Regions from separate parts of the Sus scrofa genome. Here all the other regions are linked to region 2. A link is a contact called in public HiChIP or PLAC-seq data. All regions are on one chromosome and are shown on one strand. Each heading gives the region's core, a stretch centred on a gene start, on an enhancer-like site or on the middle of the called end of the contact. The rest is flanking DNA. Distances are from core to core; before and after follow the strand shown. Region 1 overlaps PKD2 (polycystin 2, transient receptor potential cation channel). Region 2 holds the start of ABCG2 (ATP-binding cassette, sub-family G (WHITE), member 2). Region 3 holds the start of PKD2 (polycystin 2, transient receptor potential cation channel).

The links. HiChIP or PLAC-seq counts read pairs in DNA pulled down with a chosen protein or histone mark.
Region 1: an H3K27ac HiChIP or PLAC-seq map of alveolar macrophages shows a contact between it and region 2. The contact joins the enhancer-like site here to the promoter of ABCG2 in region 2. A contact is called at or near these places in 12 of 47 Hi-C or Micro-C datasets (brain, embryonic fibroblasts, fetal liver and 7 more) and 2 of 2 datasets of contacts at active chromatin or transcription factors (alveolar macrophages and skeletal muscle).
Region 3: a contact with region 2 is called in an H3K27ac HiChIP or PLAC-seq map of skeletal muscle. The contact joins the promoter of PKD2 here to the promoter of ABCG2 in region 2. A contact is called at or near these places in 12 of 47 Hi-C or Micro-C datasets (brain, embryonic fibroblasts, fetal liver and 7 more) and 2 of 2 datasets of contacts at active chromatin or transcription factors (alveolar macrophages and skeletal muscle).

Annotation. Positions count from the first base shown.
Region 1 is chr8:131,030,246-131,033,417 of Sscrofa11.1, forward strand. PKD2 (polycystin 2, transient receptor potential cation channel) reads right to left here. Exons shown (of 15, transcript NM_001245979.1): 5 at 2,570-2,794. Among named protein-coding and RNA genes, the nearest start is that of PKD2, 27 kb to the right of the region's middle. Within about 2 kb of position 1,311, at least 37 of the 83 cell types and tissues checked have an H3K27ac peak or open chromatin away from gene starts, as enhancers often do. A contact at or near this core is called in alveolar macrophages, embryonic fibroblasts, fetal liver and 3 more, where this site is marked.
Region 2 is chr8:130,851,833-130,854,749 of Sscrofa11.1, forward strand. ABCG2 (ATP-binding cassette, sub-family G (WHITE), member 2) reads left to right here and starts at 1,582. Exons shown (of 17, transcript NM_214010.1): 1 at 1,582-1,639.
Region 3 is chr8:131,056,989-131,060,205 of Sscrofa11.1, forward strand. PKD2 (polycystin 2, transient receptor potential cation channel) reads right to left here and starts at 1,944. Exons shown (of 15, transcript NM_001245979.1): 1 at 1,172-1,944. The coding sequence starts at 1,772.

The DNA.
Region 1 (3,172 bases), core at 61-2,560, 180 kb after region 2:
CAACACGTGGAGGCAGCCAGGAAAGGACACCATCTATTCTGTCCCTGCATGAGAAGGTAATAAAACCGCAACCGCAACTCACCCCAAATGAGTGGCAAACTATTTTTATGACAGGAACTCCATCCTTGTAGAATTCTGTGTCACAAAAGGAATAAGACTTCCTGGGGCCTCTCAGATTAAAGAGATCCTTCCTTCTCAGTCTCCCATTCACTTTTCTCAAATTTATACCACTCAAAATGTTGTATGTACTTTTTTTTTTTCTTTTTAGGGCCGCACCTGTGGCATATGGAAGTTCTCAGGCTAAGAGTCAAATAAGAGCTGCAGCTGCCGGTCTACACCACAGCGCACAGCAACGCCAGATCCTTAACCCACCGAGCAGGGCCAGGGATCAAACTCGTATGCTCATGGATACGAGTCAGTTTCGTTTCCACCGAGCCACTATGGGGACTCCGTATACTTGTTTTTTAAATGCAGAAGTTAATCAACAAACAAGCCTTTCTAGGACTTCTATTAAATGCCAGTCATTCAAGTAGGCAATGAAAAACATAAATATACATCATCTTCATAAATAGGATGAGAAGTAGGATGAGAATTTCATATACATATAGAGATAGCGACTGAGTTTCTCATTCATGCACTTGGTAACAACAAAGGAGCACGGGATAATTTGCCTAGGGGGTACTTTGGCTATTGAGACTTAGAGCCTTATAGTCAATCGGTGTTTGGTAAATGTCTGACTGTCTGACCCAGTAACCTACGTTTTCACATTCATAGCCTTGGCACCGGTCTTCAGCGCTTTATCAGAACTGAAGATGTTTCTTGCCAAATTCGCATTGTCACAGAGATGCGAATTGTCATTCGTAGATGTCACAGAGAAAGTTACATGATCCACTTAATGGTACAATCTCCCCATCGCACTGGAAATAGAATCTCTAGCTCCCTAATTTTAGGACATCTGCAAAACCTCTAGTCCACGCAGGCGTCACCATCTCTCCCATGACAGGACGGGCGGGACAGGTGGCCACTCCTAGAAGCTGAGTGTCTAGGGTTCAAGCATGAGCAATAATCAAGTACAGGTAGGGACCATGGCCAGTGAGAGCTGGTCAAAGCACGAGCCACCTTCCTTCCTTTGCACTATCCGCCTGCTGGCTTCTTCCTATTGGATGTGCTGGAGAGCGGGGCTGAGAACCACACACTCAGGACAGCAACACTGAAACAAAGAGTCTCGTGACAGCCGCTGTGTGAACGTGCAAGGCAGGAAGTGGCTGCTGTGTGCTGAGTCACTCTCCCAGCTCCAGTCTGATTCTGCACTGTCACCCCCTCCAGAAACTGAAGCAACAGTTAAGAGAAATGAAGCAACTGCCTGGACAACAGTCACTCGGAAAGCATGTGGAGGAAGTGAAAGACATACTCGTTTATACCTTCTATAAATAGATATTTCCTTAAATGTCAGCGCGTCCTGCCTGCTTTTTAATCCTCTTCCTGTGCTCCCTGGAATCATTCATAATTGCAGTAGATTTTCATACATTTTTTAGTGATAACTCTTACTTGATTTAATATGATATTATTTTCTACCAAAGTTGTTACAGACTGGGAAAATCCAACGAGCTCTGTAATGCAGAGTTGAGTTTAGCCTCAAAAATAATCACCAAATAAGGACATCACGAGAATTTATCCTTCTTGTTTGGCGGAAGTAATTCATGGCGACAACGTTTGGATGTTGCTGCCACGTTCACCTGGAGGATTAAAGTGGGTGAACTCAGGATTCCTCTTGTCTCGTCCCACTTTTTTAGAGCATGTTTTACCTTCTAATATGCCATTTAATTCATTTGTTTTTATTGTTTTTCTCTCTTACCTCTCTTATCTAGTTGAATGTGAACTCTACAAGGGCAGGGATCTTTATTCTGTTCACCGATGCCTCCCAAGAGTCTTGAACAGCGCCTGGCACATACTGAATGGCCACTAAATGCTCGCTGAATGAATGCATGAACAAGAAGCCCCAGGCAAGCCAGTGGGGTCTTTGCCAGCGTCCTATCACCGGAGCAGTCCTGATCGCAACGTCATGGGGTCTGTAGAAGGAACGTGACCCGCTCTTGGTAGATCTCAAACACGAGCAGATCCTCGAATAGGAACCCAGGCATCGCTCCTGCCTACTGCACCTGTGTTCTAATAGCATGCGCTTCATCAGAGAGTGGGAAACTAAGGGAGCGGAATCAAGATTTGATGGCTGGGGGCCTCGGTAACAGAGCACGGAGCACCAATCATCCTTCACGTGGGAAAGGGTAGATGTTAGCCAAACACAGTGCTTTATCTGGGAATGTTCCAGCTTTGGGATGCACCTGGCCCAGACCTAAGGTTCCTCCCAACTTAGAATATTCAAGGATCCTAACTTCCTTCCGCCAGATATCCCTATCCTGGGAAGCTTGGTTTCCGCCCCACCTTGCTGTCAGCTCTGATCCGTGACATTCTCATTTAGCCAACGGCAGGCAGCCGTGCTCTGGCCTATTTCCACCCTAGGATGGATACAAACACACAGAAGTGGGAAGGATGCGTGTGGCCTTGTACACACCTGATCACACAGAACAGGTTGATGTTGGCGTTGTACACGGAAAAGTCAATAAACGTTGCGCGGGTTCCTCGGTCCAGCCAGGCGTGTTTCCTGAGGTGAGCCAGCTGAGCGGCCGTTTCCTCTCTTGTTCTCGACAAATCCAGGTAATAGCCAGCTCCGCTGTACGTCGTGAGCATTCCCCAGTGGCTACTCCCATTCAAGTCTTTTTCGCTTGTGTAGATCCAACTAATGAAAAAACAGAATGAGAACAAACCAAATGGATAAAATCAAGGAAGCCAGGGGCTATTACAAAGACAACTGGTTCCTGGTAAGATAAGAGTATGGAATAAATAAATTCCCATCAAGCTGGGTAATGTGAGTATTTTTCTTTCTTTCTTTTTGGTCTTGTCTTTTTTAGGGCCGCACCTGCGGCATGTGGAGGTTCCCAGGCTAGGGGTCGAATCGGAGCTGTAGCCACTGGCTTATGCCAGAGCCACAGCAATTGGGATCCAAGCCGTGTCTGTGACCTATACCACAGCTCATGGCAGCGCCGGATCCTCAACCCACTGAGCCAGACCAGGGATCGAACCCGAAACCCCATGGCTCCTAGTCAGATTCGTTAAC
Region 2 (2,917 bases), core at 332-2,831:
GAATGGTCCCCTCTGGGCCCGATGACTCACCCATAAAATTAGGAAGGCTGTCTCTAGATTCTACCCTTCCTAATAGTCTGTTGCCTAAAATACCCAAACATTCAATGAGGAAACAGCATTTGAAAATAATTAGCCCAAAATAAATGCTAACTTATAAGCTAAAATGACTCATTTCTTTACAATACATTTATGAAATGCTGACTTTAGTCAGAATTTTTCAGACAGAATTCGATAGCAGTGATCAGCTTGAGAAAGTATTAAGATGAGGTTAGGAACCCTTTTTATGAATCTGCACAATCGCTTTCCAGTTTTTCCACACATCAGTGTACTAAACAGAAGTACTTATTACAAGAGTGGGAAGAACACATTTAACCTGTACATAGTGGAGTTTCTGGAGTGGCCCAGCAGAAACGAATCTGACTAGTATCCATGAGGATGCAGGTTCCATCCCTGGCCTCGCTCAGTAGATCAGGGATCCTGCCTTGCCGTGAGCTGTGGCGAAGATCACAGGCAAGGCTGGCTTGCTGTGGCTGTGGTGTAGGCCACCAGCTGCAGCTCCCATTTGACCCCTAACCTGGGAACCAACACATGCTGCGGGTGCGACCCTAAAAAGACAAAATATACATATAGGTAGATTGAGACACACTGTTCATAGTAATATTTACAGAAAAAAACCCTTGGGGTCAGCGTCCCCTTGTGCTTAGAGGCGTAGAACACCAGCAGCGACCCAATCCATCCAGGTGTTCATCAGCCCAGGTAGCGTCCTGGGGTTTCCAGGGCTAATCGCCACTGTCCATTTCATACAGGCTCTCGAGGCGGGAGTTTCTGCTTTGTCCCTGCATGCTCTGGGATACTCATTTCTGTGACCCGGGCCCCGCGGGCAGGAGACAGTCCGGTTCAGCGCCCAGCTGGATCCGATCACAACACTTGCATGCGCTCCGCCCGGGCGCCGGGCGCTTATCGCCCCGGGCAGGCGGCGCTACGCCTTCCGCTGGCCTGCGGGCACTGACCTGGAGGACCAGGGGCGCGAGGGAGGGGCCGCGGTCCTGCGCACTCACCGCCCACTGCCCGAAGCGTGCGAAGTGAAGCCGGCGTCGGGGCTCCCTGCGCTCGTCCCTCGCCGCCCCGACCGCGCGGGTTGCTGCCGCCGCCCTAGACCGTGATTGTAACGCGGAGCTGGCCCTTTCCCAGGCCGGCCGCTGCGCCTGTGAGTGCGGGGAGCGCGCGGGCGCGGGGGTGGGCTTCGGGCTGGGCCGTGGGCGCCGGTCGGGGAGGGTCGCCCCCGCCGGACTTTGCCCCGGGCGCGGGCTGTGTCCTGAGTCCTGCGCCGGTGCAGACCGAGTCCCAAGCGCGTGAGACCGGAGAGGGAGTCCCCGGCGGTCGGACTCCCTGGCTGGGGAGACGCTGGACGGAGGCAGCCTGGAAAGCAGCCGGGGAGTTTTTGGAAAAGGTCTTCACCGTTTAGAGAGCACAGCACAGGTGCTTGATGTCGTTGTAAGTGGGACCTGCTTCCGCAGGGTATGTTTGGTCCCGCTGACTCATCTCAGCGTTTATATAAATGATTGTTAGTGCTCTGCCTCTGAGCATAAGAGTTCCTGAGATTGGAGCCCTTGGTTGAACTGAACCGTTATTAAGCTGAGTAAGTATATTGTGAAAGCCGATTGGGATGTGTGTGGCTTGAGAGGTCCGTGGGTATTGCGTGTTCATTTGGTGGACAATAGGAAACTGTACTACTGAAATGATTAGGTTTTCATTAGTTCCTTCCAGTTTCACTTGAAAGTGAGTCTGAAACAGACTGAAAAAAATTTTTTTTCGTTTCATTTTGTGTTCTTTTTCTTGGCCACCACGAGGCACACAGAGTTCTGGTTCAGGGATCGGATCTGAGCTGCACTTGCTTCCTAAGCTGCAGCTGCAGCAACACAGGATTCACAACCCACTGTGCTGGAGGGGATCAAACCAGCATCCCAGTGCTCAGATCCCCTTGTGCCACAGAGGGAACTCCAGATAACACATTTTTTTTTTTTTTTTTTTTTTTGGTCTCTTTGTCTTTTTTTTTTTTAGGGCTGCACCCGTGGCACATGGATGTTCCCAGTCTAGGGGTCCCAGACCGAAAATTTTGACTCTTTCTCAGGAAACAATGCCTTGGGGCAGCTGATTCCATGTCTGGTAGGGTGTATGTAAAGAGCTGGTTGGTAAAACTCTGGCTTTTTCCCAATTGTGTAAAGCTACAGTTGATATTGGATGGATAAAAACTTACTGAGGATGGAAGTGGGAGAGAAATTTGTTGATGTTAATACTTTTAAAGGGATTAACCAATATATTCTACGTCTTTTTCTTCTCCCCAGGACATAAAGTTTGTCCACAACTTTGGATGTTTTGCTAAAGTTACTGAGCTCCCTTTTGTAATTTTTCTGTGGGTAGTTGACTTTTAATAACTAACTACAAAAATTAACTGGCTTATTACAATATTTGTTTAAGATAATACTGAAGACATGAGAATACAGAAACTATATGGCAAAAGAAATGAGATTTTAAATCTAGCAAACAGTTAAAAAAATACTGGTAAAGGTGAATTACATTTCTTGCTTAATAGTAGAACTATAAAAGCTCATTCCACTTTCAGAAAAAAAAAGCATATTCATAGTAACAAATATTTATTGGTCATCTTTGTTCCATCCTGGGCATTCAGCAAGAGTTCCCTTGAAAAACACTTTTTTTTTTTGCATCCAAATGGTATTAAAATGCACTTACATCCAAAATGGATTTCTGCATTTATTTATTTATTTTTTCACATGTGTGCCATGTGGAAGTTCCCAGGCTAGGAGTCAGATCCCTGCACAACAGCCACAGCAATGCCGGATCCTTAACCCACTGGGCAGGGCCAGGTATCGAACCCTCATCGTCATGAATACTAGTT
Region 3 (3,217 bases), core at 694-3,193, 210 kb after region 2:
ATTATGATTATCCCTTTTTGAAAAAAATCCAAAAACTGGGGATCAGAGAGGTTAGGCAGTTTGCCTGACGTCTCAGCGACCGCGTGGCAGAACTGGGATTTGGGTATCGGAGGGACTTGGGGTTAATCACATGTCTATAAAAACACCAGGATTGTCTTTTGTGCAAGACTTTCAAAACTGACAGGAGAAGAGAAGGGGAAATTTCAAAAGAACTGAGAATGGTCAAGTATTAAAAGTGGAGATGACAGTCATTTGGATGGAAAGAGCCAATGCAACTCGTTTCCAAGGATGCCTCTGACAAAACTTTGCAAAAACAGGCTCCCATCTGCTCTTGGAAAAACTGTGTCCTGTTAACAGGCACTGGTAAATTCCAAAATGCCTCTGCTGCCTTTTGGCGGGTTGGGTGCACTGAACTCGACACATCTACCCACAGGTGGTATCTGATGACGTCACTGTTTCACCGGAATTTCAAAGAACGTCAGTTATTGAAAAACATCCTTAACAACGTTAACATTCACTTTGCAACTATTTTAGACAAAGAATTAGAATTGCAGGCCAAATAACAGACATTATTTTATCCTATTCGTGGTGTTCTCAAAAAACAGCTCCCTCTCCCGCAAACAACCGTGCACAACACCAAACCATCAATAACTACTCAATGGCCCTCCTCCCGCTGAACTGCCTACCCTTTCCAGAATCGGATAAGGGGCACTAGGGCATCCAGGCCGGCGGAAGACCATGGGTACTAGGACAAATTTTTCTACTAGGTAGAAAATTAGGTAAAATGAGCAAATATGTGCTTGCAACCACCATCTGTATTAGTCTGTTTTTCTTTTCCCTAACAAGAAAAAAAAAAAAAAATCTCCAGATGTACCCTTTCACTCTACTACGGCTTTCACTATTTCCAAAGGTAAAGATAAGCAGGCACGTCTTCCTTTAGAAGAAGGAGGTATCCAATAAGTTTGCACCAACAAGGGCGCCCTGGAATTCAGCGATGGGCACCGGAAATAGAGCAGCTTTAGCAGAGGTGGGGAAGGCGCTTCCAGGGGAGGCGGGGACGCAATGGGTACGCGAGGTGGAGCCCCCGGAAAGCTGCCCCGGCGGGCGATGGCTCCCGCGGCGCCCGCGGTTCTGGTTCGTGCATCAGCCGCTGCGGGTCCCGCGCGCTTACCTCGCAGCCCGCGAACCAGCCTCTCGGCCCAGGCCACTCGGGGCGGTTGCCCATCCAGGGGGAGGTGGCGGTGCAGCGGGTCCCCGCCGCCGGCCGGGCTGGGGCTCGGCGGGCCCTGGTCCTCTCGCCGGCGCCGCCTCCCGCTCGGATGGCCGGCGCCGTGGAAGCTCCCCAGCCCCCGGCCCCGGGCGCCCGCGGAGCTCACGGCCGAAGAGGCTGCGGACCTCCGGCTGCCCGGGCGCCACTCCACGTCCATCTCCACTACCATGCCCCCTTCTTCTCCCTCCACCTCGTCTTCCTCCTCCTCCTCCTCGGCCTCGAAGCCGGGGTTGTCGCGGCTCCACGCCTGCCGCGAGCACGACGAGAGCGGAGGAGAGGGAGAGGCCGAGGCTCCGGCCGGAGGGTCCCGCGCGGCCGCCTGCCGGATGCGCTCCATCTCGATCTCCAGGCCCCTTTGCTCGCGGAGGCCGCCCGGGGCCGCGAGGCCAGCGCCCGCGGCCCCGCCGCCCGCCATCAGCCGCCCGGGGCCCGCCGTTCGGGGCGCCGCCGGCCGCTGGGCGTCCCCGGGCTGCTGCGGCTGCACGCGGCTCGAGTTCACCATCGCGGTCACTGGCTGCAGGCGCGCCCTCGCCCGGTGCCCCGCTCGGCGCTGCCCGCTGCAGGAGCCATGTTCTTTTCTTCCCGGGGCCCGCGGCTCCTGCTCCCCGCCCCCGACCTCCCCGCGGTCCCGCGTCCCTCGCCCGCCCCCTCGGCCCGCCTCCCCCTCGCCTCGCCTCGCCCGGCGGCCGCCGCGCGCTGCAGGGGGAGGCGCAAGGCAGCCGCCCCCGTGGTCCGCGCGCTCGGCGCGCGGCGCCCGGGTCCGCGTTCCAAGTGCAGCCTGAGCCCGGGCGCGGGCGGCCGCATTCCTTTCGGGTGGAAGGGCTCGGGCGGGGAGGGACTCGCCGAGCCGTCCGTCCACCCGCGAGCCAAGGGCTTCTGGAGCTGTCCCTGGCTGCGCGACCCTGAAATAAGGCTTGGGTCTCCGTTCCCCCCACCCAGCCACTTCTGCCTCGATTTACCAAAGTGCGGGGAGAGGGGTGAACCATTTTAGGGGACGGTGGTGCGAACAGGCGAAACCCAGCCTGCGCTGGTCTGCAGCGGAGGCAAAGGAAAGCTTTGACTTGAAAACGACCAACTAGCCCCTAACGCTGACTAACTTGGCGCTTGGCGGCCCTCCTCGTCCCGACTCTGCTGCCTTTCGGATGGTTTCTTTAATCTTTGGTTGGCTCCTCTCTCCACACATTGTGGGAACCGCAAGGATTCGGCCTTGGGGCTCTCGGATCGCTGGTGCTCCGCGTGATCTCAGCCGTCCCCTTCCCACCACCGCATCTGCTGCAGCCGGGACTGACCTGGGAGTAACAGAATCGCATGCCAGGTCCGAGCTCCGGCGCTTAATTCCCGCTCTGTGGAGCACATCCAGCTCGATGCTTGGCAGCTGTCTCCAACTGCACCCATCCCAAACTAAATTTATCCTTCCCCCTCTTCTTTCCAGCCTGCCTCACCTCCTGTATCCCCAGGTGAGATCTGAGGCATCCTCACTCCCACTTCTGCAGGGTTGCCTCACCTTTCTCCTCTTCTCCTCCACATCATTTCCCCCGACTTGTGTTACTTCTGCCCCACAAATGTCTCCCTGATAGGACCTCTGTTGCTTATTCCCATTGGCAGTAATGTAGCCCAGAACCCCGATGGCTTGTTTTAGTCTGTCAGTTCCACCATCATCCTTCACTTTGGGGTCCCCACTGTTTCCAAATTGTGTTTCCAGAACCAAACCTGCTTGTGTCACGTTGATGCTTCGACACCTGTGGAGGCTTCTGCCAGCTTAAAGGTTAACATTTAATGTCCGTATCTTGATTTAGTGAATTTTCAAAACCTTCTTCTATGTGTGTGTGTATAAGGTATATATATTTTTATATGTATACATATTTATAAATATATATATGCGCACACACACACATATGTGTGTGTGTATACATTTTTTTCTTCTAGGGCTGTCATAATGGGGTACCA